Regions from separate parts of the Triticum aestivum genome. Here all the other regions are linked to region 1. A link is a contact called in public Hi-C data. All regions are on one chromosome and are shown on one strand. Each heading gives the region's core, a stretch centred on a gene start, on an enhancer-like site or on the middle of the called end of the contact. The rest is flanking DNA. Distances are from core to core; before and after follow the strand shown.

What was found. Hi-C and Micro-C count contacts between places; a contact is called where the count stands out from the background.
Region 2: a Hi-C map of leaf shows a contact between it and region 1, with 6 times the contacts expected there. The contact joins the promoter of LOC123098143 here to the promoter of LOC123098145 in region 1. A contact is called at or near these places in 2 of 5 Hi-C or Micro-C datasets (both in leaf).
Region 3: a contact with region 1 is called in a Hi-C map of leaf, with 7 times the contacts expected there. The contact joins the promoter of LOC123098144 here to the promoter of LOC123098145 in region 1. A contact is called at or near these places in 3 of 5 Hi-C or Micro-C datasets (all in leaf).

The regions. Positions count from the first base shown.
Region 1 is chr4D:394,789,236-394,791,841 of IWGSC CS RefSeq v2.1, reverse strand. It overlaps LOC123098145, which reads right to left and starts at 1,317. Exons shown (of 8, transcript XM_044520045.1): 1 at 1,012-1,317. The coding sequence starts at 1,110.
Region 2 is chr4D:394,329,097-394,331,702 of IWGSC CS RefSeq v2.1, reverse strand. It overlaps LOC123098143 (ubiquitin-60S ribosomal protein L40-1), which reads right to left and starts at 1,292. Exons shown (of 3, transcript XM_044520043.1): 1 at 1,067-1,292; 2 at 790-979. The coding sequence starts at 1,169.
Region 3 is chr4D:394,429,227-394,431,832 of IWGSC CS RefSeq v2.1, reverse strand. LOC123098144 (metal tolerance protein 4) reads right to left here and starts at 1,281. Exons shown (of 7, transcript XM_044520044.1): 1 at 928-1,281. The coding sequence starts at 1,114.

The DNA of each region.
Region 1 (2,606 bases), core at 68-2,567:
ATAGTTGTAACGGAAAATCGAAGGTCATTGTAGAAACGTAAACAAATTTAAAACAATAAATGACATGGCATATTAATATTCCACGACAGAGATACAAAACAAAGCACACTTATTTATTCTACCTGTATCACCATTTGATATCCAATCTAAATTCCACTTGCTGTGCTTGCTAGCTTATCATCCTACTATAATGGAAGGAAGTGAAAGATGTAAAGTATGAAGACTTGGGATCGGAGAGTGAGGTGCATGATTAGTTGATATGAACTCAGTCTCATCACAACTCGGTGAAAATTTCAAGCATATTTTTATCCTGTTTTGAGCCAATAGTTTACATCTCAAGTGTTCTGACAGAATTTTGTTTTCCCAACTTGATCGAGCATTATGACATGCCAGAATTATTGCTTTATATCCTTCTCGAATGAGGAAGAATTAGAAACCAGTTCTAAATCAAGTGTCTCGAGCCTTTGCGAGACGACTCCATCACCGACCACTCCAAATCTCCAATTCAACCCATACCAAAGCAAACTCATAATGAGAAGTATCAATAAGGCCCAATCCTGTTTTCCTATTTAAACATACCAAACCAAATATGCTACTCCAAGGGTTAGAGTCCCGAAGAGCAATGCACCAACTCAAAGTCAATGCAATATAGCTGCCCACAGAGTAACTAGTACTAGTACATATATGCTCGTCAGGGGCACATGGGTAATCCTGTTGAATCTAAGAACCATAATTCACTGGGAACATAAATATCAAAATCCAAGCAAGCTAAGCTTAGTAGGGAGGGGCCAAGGGGCGCGAATCCTTTTTGATATCACCAACTAAAACGCCTCGGTTTCCCCGACACGGTGCCTTTTATGTGAACTACACACCGAACCCGAGCCAATCCAAGGCAGACGCGGGGCAGCCAGCTCAGTCACAGATTCGCAGGGACGACACCGCCGAACCCCAATTCTCACATCTCAAATGAAACCACGGCACAGTACGGAATCGACGCCCACGCAGCGTTACCTTCTGGAGGCGATCGAACGTGATCTCGTCCCGCCGCCGCGACCAGATCCCCGATCCCGAGGCCGAAGCCACGGCCGTCTCCGCCGCGACCCCCGCCATCAAGTCCCCCCGCGGCCCTCAACACGCAACGACGTCTCCGCGCCCGATCTACCGCCGCCGACGCCGGCGGCGACACCTGTGGCCGGAGAGCGAGGGGGCGGGCGCGTCGCCGGAGCTGGGGCCGGGGCCGGGGCGGATCGGCCGCGGTGGTGGCGCCACCGGGGTTTTTGCTGGCGAGAGGGCGAGATGGGGGGGGGGGGGAGGTGGGGAATGATGAGGTGAGGCGGGGCGGGGGGTGGGGTGGGGTAAAAGGAAGAAGATGAGGAGGAAGAGGGGGGAGGGAACGCGACGGCGTCGTACGTTTTTTAACCGCCACGGTCAGGCTAGGCCGCGCGGTTCGATTTCTCTTTCTCTCATGGGTCCGTTCTACTGGTTTCGGGATTTTAGACGGGCTGGTTAAAACAGCCGCCGTGGTTTACCATTGTTACAGGCGTTCGAAATCTGGTGTGGTGTGAGGTGTTTTTGTCCTTGGGTCCTCGTGGAATACCGAATTCCCGTTTCATAGTCGATGGGTGTCACATGATGTGCCACTTGTTTTCGGAGGCAACACATGGTGTGTCATCATAAGTTCATAATGACTAAACTTGAGAATGCATGATCTTTTCACCGAAATACTAATCCCGAGTAGTAGAATAACTTACAGCTTTATTTATGAAAATACTAGTAGAACAAATTGCAATTTTGTTTCCTGTACTTTCCAAGGTTCTTTAGATCTGTCGTTGCACTCTTACGAAGGTTGGTGAATACTTTGAATGTGTATGTACAAGTAGTTTGTGAGCTTGATATAATGGTCATTGTGCGGAGTTACCACTTGTAAAAGTAAGTGTGTCATCCCCCATTCAACTAGTGTCGATTCATACACTAGAACAACGTGCAAAAATCCAAGAGAACATGAAAATAGTTTACATCCTTTTAGAACTTAGCATCAAACTATAGATGCTCAAAGGAAATAAATCAAATCTTATTAGCTTGATATATAATATACAATACAAATAGCCAAATGAATTGAACTCAATATTTATTATATGTGACTAACTAACTATAATTAATAGAATAGTACCACGTGAATCATAAGGGCATTTTCAGATTGATTTGGTCTCTGCGAGGAAAATGATGGCACGGATGTGCCTAGAAAAGGTGATTACAAAGTTTTGGTTTATGAGTTTAGCAGTAGATCTCATCTTGAAGGCAAACAATGAATGTATAAAATGGAGACAACATAAAGATGCTTGTGTCATTTTATTTTCACAATACAAAGGTTTATTTTCTCAAGACAACCAGGTGGATCACATCTTAGATTGTTGTGCGGGATGTTAGGGCTTTCTATTTAACACATGAATAAGAAAAATGATAGGAATGTCATGTACGATAAATTCCTAAAAGATATTAAAACACATCAACTTGATAACCGTAATTTGGATAGTTCATAACATAGAGCTTTGGAGGAATGTCGCTCATGTTGATTTTGTCCCCCATGAAACTAGGGTCCTATGATT
Region 2 (2,606 bases), core at 43-2,542, 460 kb after region 1:
GACTCCTCCTGCCTCCCAGTTGAGGATCCCCAATCTCAGCGCATCCTTCTATCTCAACCTTTAGATGAAGAACAAAGTTGCAGAAACTAAATCCCGCTTAGTTCTTCACCCAAAGGAATAGACTTCACAAGGAACCGCGAGAGAGAAAGACTATACAGTAAAAGATCATCGAGCCAATAATTCATTGCCATGAATGCCAAACTCTGAGCAGCAGAAAATGCAAGAGCCCACAAGAAACGCCCACTTGAACTCTTTATTGAAGAATGCTCTAGGTTATCTCATTACAATACCCAGGTCCATAAATATAACAAAAGGACATGATACAAAGTACAAGTTCACAAATAAAACAGCAAAAAGAATAATGTGGGTATGGATTTTCTTGATGAGAAGATTGAAATGGGTGCTACATCAAGGTAGCTAAATAGTACATTGTGGGTTTATTTTACCAGTTTAAAAGTCAGCGCGGCATGATAAAACTAAACTAAAACTATGTACCCTGACGCATCATGCTAAGATGACTAACTCATTTCCAAAAGTAGCAATAGCTAAGAGGAGTTTATACGATGAAAACGTGGGCTCAACCGAAAAATCGGACATATTTCTATTCTTACTCTTGAAAACAACTGCTGTGCAAGGCATCTAAAAACATATTCTAGTGATATCAAATCTCACTATATGTAAATCATTCACAAGAGATATTTTACATCTAACAGAGAGAAAAATTAATTCTGAAATGATATGTGGTCAAACGTAAAGAAACGAGCTGGCATGTCAGACGACTGCACTTACTTGCGGCAGATCATCTTCTCCTGGTTGTACTTGCGGGCAAGAGCCTGCAGGGATGGCTCGATGATGCCTCCGCGGAGCCTGAGGACGAGATGGAGGGTCGACTCCTTCTGGATGTTGTAGTCGGCAAGGGTGCGGCCGTCCTCCAACTGCTTGCCGGCGAAGATCAGCCGCTGCTGGTCCGGCGGGATCCCTGCCGGAACAAAACAGAGATTAGCCACGGCGGCCGGCAGAAATGAAAGAAAAAGGAAAGAAGAACATCTGAGAAGAAGATACTCACCCTCCTTGTCCTGGATCTTGGCCTTGACATTGTCGATGGTATCGCTGCTCTCAACCTCGAGGGTGATGGTCTTCCCCGTGAGGGTCTTGACGAAGATCTGCATTTTGGCGAAGGGTGTTGAGGCGGCGGCGGCGGCGGGTGAGGCATTTTATAGGGGTCTGGGAAGCTAGGGTTTGGTCTGAGGAAGAGGGGTGTGTGGGGAGTGGGCTGGGCTGCTGAACGGGGCTTTGGAGCCGGAGAGCGCGGCTGGACTTGTGAATTCATTGTTCTAGCCAAGGCCCAGTGAGTGGGTGCTCTGCGTCCTGTGTCGAGTGAAGAAATGGACTCCCTCAAAGAAAAAAGGAGTGAAGAAATGGACAGTCTCATTTTTTTTAAATGGACAGTCTCGTGGAAAGAAATCTACAGAAGCGTGGGCCGCAGGCGATTTTAGGTCGGGCTGGTCCTTGTAGCGCTGAGGCTGGGTATCTATGTATCTGGTACCCCTCAAAAAAAAATCTATGTATCTGGTTTTTCTAAAAAAAAACTGTGTTTCCAGTTAAACTCATAAAACCCGCCAAAAAGTTAAACTCAAAAAGAAATCTCTCAAAAAAATAAACTGAAAAATAAAAGGAAAATGTCACGAATCTACAGACTCATCCACACTTTCGTCAACTGTGTAGCTAGCAGTTGGATCGTTTCAACAAAGGGACCATGTGAAGTCGGAGCAGACGGAATGGAAGCTTCGTGAAACCTTATCTTCTCTCTCGTTCTCTCCTATCCTATCACCGCCATCCTTATCCCCTCACTTCTCATGCTCATTTTTCTTTCTACCATTTCCACCATGGGCATAGGTGCCGATGAGCTCTGAGCCCTCTCTTTCTAGTAGCTACATAAGTGTCTCTCATCGTGTCTCTTTTTCTATTAGTTGTTGCACATGAACTATCTCCCATCCCCGTGTGGTCGCTTGGTCTAGGTCAAGGTCTAGAGGGTCTAGAGGTATCTCCCCAAGTCTCTCCATGATTGCAAGGTCGACGGCTACTGCAACAACCTTATATCCAGTGATGTGGCTCGATGTTACAAGGTGGTTGTGATGCGGACATAACATTGTCCATGTTGCGGAGTGCTAGTGCTTGTCGGCGGGCCTAAACGACTACGAGTTGCAACGTCGTCCATGCTGCGGTCACAACGGTATCTGTGTTGTAGAGCGATTGCAATTGCGGGCAAGTTGCAGATCGACGAGTGCAACATGACCCATGTTGGACTCAGCGAGCGCAACATGGCCAACGTTGCAGTCGGCAAGCGCAACATGGTCTACGTTGCAAACCCGCAGGTCACACTGAATGGCTGACGTGGTTAGATCAGACGCATGTCACACACGAAATCTAACGGCTCGAAAGCCAGCCAATCTGCTCTTTGCGTGAGCCGGCGAACGCCTAGCATCGTCCAAAAAATGTGTTTCTTGTTTCTTTTTCATTCCTTTTTTGCTAGGGACAATCAACTGTCATTACTACATGATACCCCAAGCATTGTTACAGAGGTTTTGCAACGATAATTGATGAGT
Region 3 (2,606 bases), core at 32-2,531, 360 kb after region 1:
TAGAGATTACAGGCAACAAAATGGAAATGAGCAATGTGCTAGCTATCACAGCTAAAATCACAATACAGTTTCAGGTTAACTGTAAACAGAGGCACACCACGCCATACTGCATCTGCTCATTTTTATGTTCCTGAAATGTTTTTACAGAAAGAATTAAAATAATTCGAATGAGTATTGACCAGAACGGGCACAGAAGGGATATTGGCCCAATCTTAAGCAGCATGGCCTGGTGCCCAGGACCAAGGCAACAAAAGAGAAAGGTGGAAATGTCACCCAGTACACAAACATAACTTGCGTTTACAAGTTGCAAACATAGGAAACAACCACAAAGCACCGAAACATAGAGAGCTCGTGTGTCCATCACAAAGTAAGATAGCTGCTACGCTTGTCAAAAAAATATAGTGTCAAAATAAACACCTCCTTTGGTCCCGGCAATACCGCCATGATAACGGGAAGGTGATGACCAAAAAAGCATCGAATTATCCATGGAATTCCGGAATCCAGAATCACAAGCACACAGGGGCGAACCCAGACTGAAGATTACCCGGTGTCCACATAGAAGAACACATCAAAAAATCAATAACCTACACACTAAATCAATGGATTATCTTAAGCAAGTGTAGATTGGACCCGGTGCCAGTGACACCGGGTAGCTGTACGTAGCTACGCCCCTGCAAGCACAGCCACCAACCATTCAGCCAATCAGCACCAGTTCACCCCACGAGACTCCAACAAGAAAACCCACAAAAGTGCCACCTCCCCCGTAACTAACATGCTGCCAACATGACGACCACGGAAGCCAAACGCCAGCAGAGTGCTTGCCAAAATACGTACAGATCAATCAATCAAGAAGAGAAGAGAAGAGAAAAGGAAGGAGAGAAGAAGCAATGCGAGGTCAGGAGGATGGCCCGCCGAACCGAACCGAACCTTCCAGGAGGCCCTTGGAGCGGGAGAAGTCGACGTGGGACGGCCTCTCCGGGTCGACGGCGTCGAGCACCTTCTTGGGGAGCCGCGACACGAACTCCCCGCGCATCGACCCCACCGAGTTCCGCCGGCCCGCCAGGAGCGGCGCCCGCGCGGCGTCATTGTCCCCGCCGCGCCCGTTCGCCTCCATGCCTCCCTCCCCCCGGAACGCGGCGCGGGTCGAAGCCGCCTCCTCCTCCGCTCCTCCCCCTCCCTCCCTCTTCTCTCTCTGCCGATTTGATCGACCCCTTCGCCGCTTCTTATTTTTGGCGTCTCGTCTGCCCCAGGACCAAAGCCAGGACTCGCCTGCCTGCCTGCCTGCGTGCTGCTCTCTGCCTCTGCGGCCTGTGCGGTGCGGCCGCAATTATAAGCGGACAACGTACCGTCTACGGCCGTGATCGACGCAACGGTTGTGTGCGGCTGCGAAATCGACGGCTCGGATCACGTCATTAATACGAGGGAAATGCTTCAGCTAACACCAGCTATGGCCTACAGAAGAGCTCCAGACCATCGGTCCTGTTCGGCTAGGAGGGAGCATCTTACAAGACCTCTTAACCTAACTGCTAAAATGACATTCCACCTTGTGTTTCTATGGGTGGAGATATTGTATGAAAGTCGAATTTATCCCACCCTCGTTTAGAGTGTGAATACAAAGATGTATTTTATGTTTGGTTTCTTTAAATACTTGTTAGGTCTAATGTACTTAGTTTAATCGAAAATGTTTGATTATGTTTTCTTATTCGCCTTTCTTCTCTTTGTCAAATTTCCCGAAGCTAATGCTATTTTCGGGTAAATCATGGATACAATGTATGCTATACCATGTATTCATTTTCTATTAGCTTTTGTTTGGCAAGAAGATGTTGTAAGTTTCCAATTCATTCTTTAGTACTCTGTCTGCCGAGATGAATGATGTATTCATTGCAAATTCTAAAAATGGGTACTTGACATATTTGTGCTTTATTTTTATTCTAGTAACAACTTTCTTTTGAGCTTCGTTTCACCCATACACTTTGTACGTGTGTGTAGTGTTTTTTATGCTACCATATGGGCAGCTGGTGGTTTTGTTGTTGACTCATGCATGTGAACCGGTGCTACTTAACATGCAAATGCCAAATGGTGTACCTCTCTTGGGTCATTCATTTTGGTAAACTAAGTCATGCTAAACAATGCTTAAAGCAAAAGGCATATCTCCGCCTTAGGTGATGCACTAGCCTAGAAAATGCATGCCTATGGTGTTCTTTTTTGTCTCTCTTTGAAATGGTGTATTTACTTGTAACGATTTCAATGATTTCGATTGGGCACATGTAGAATGGCATGCATACACATGTCTTGAACTTCCCTTTTCCGGTAAAAGCTAATGATTCAAGTTACATTACACGGACGTTTTTTCTAAGTAGCACTTTTATTCAGGTGCTGCAGTGATGAGTAATGCACCCCAATTTCTTGATTTTTTTAAACATACAACAAGGATAGGTGTATAAGGTTGAAATAGAAGATATAGATATGGATACATCCAAAGCATAAAATTAGGTTATTTTGTCCATCACATGGACGTAGGTATATATCTATATCTAGATAGTTCATTGCCTCTAACTAAGTTTGAGTGAACATTTCGCATTATGACTAATGTTTAAGTGCATTGT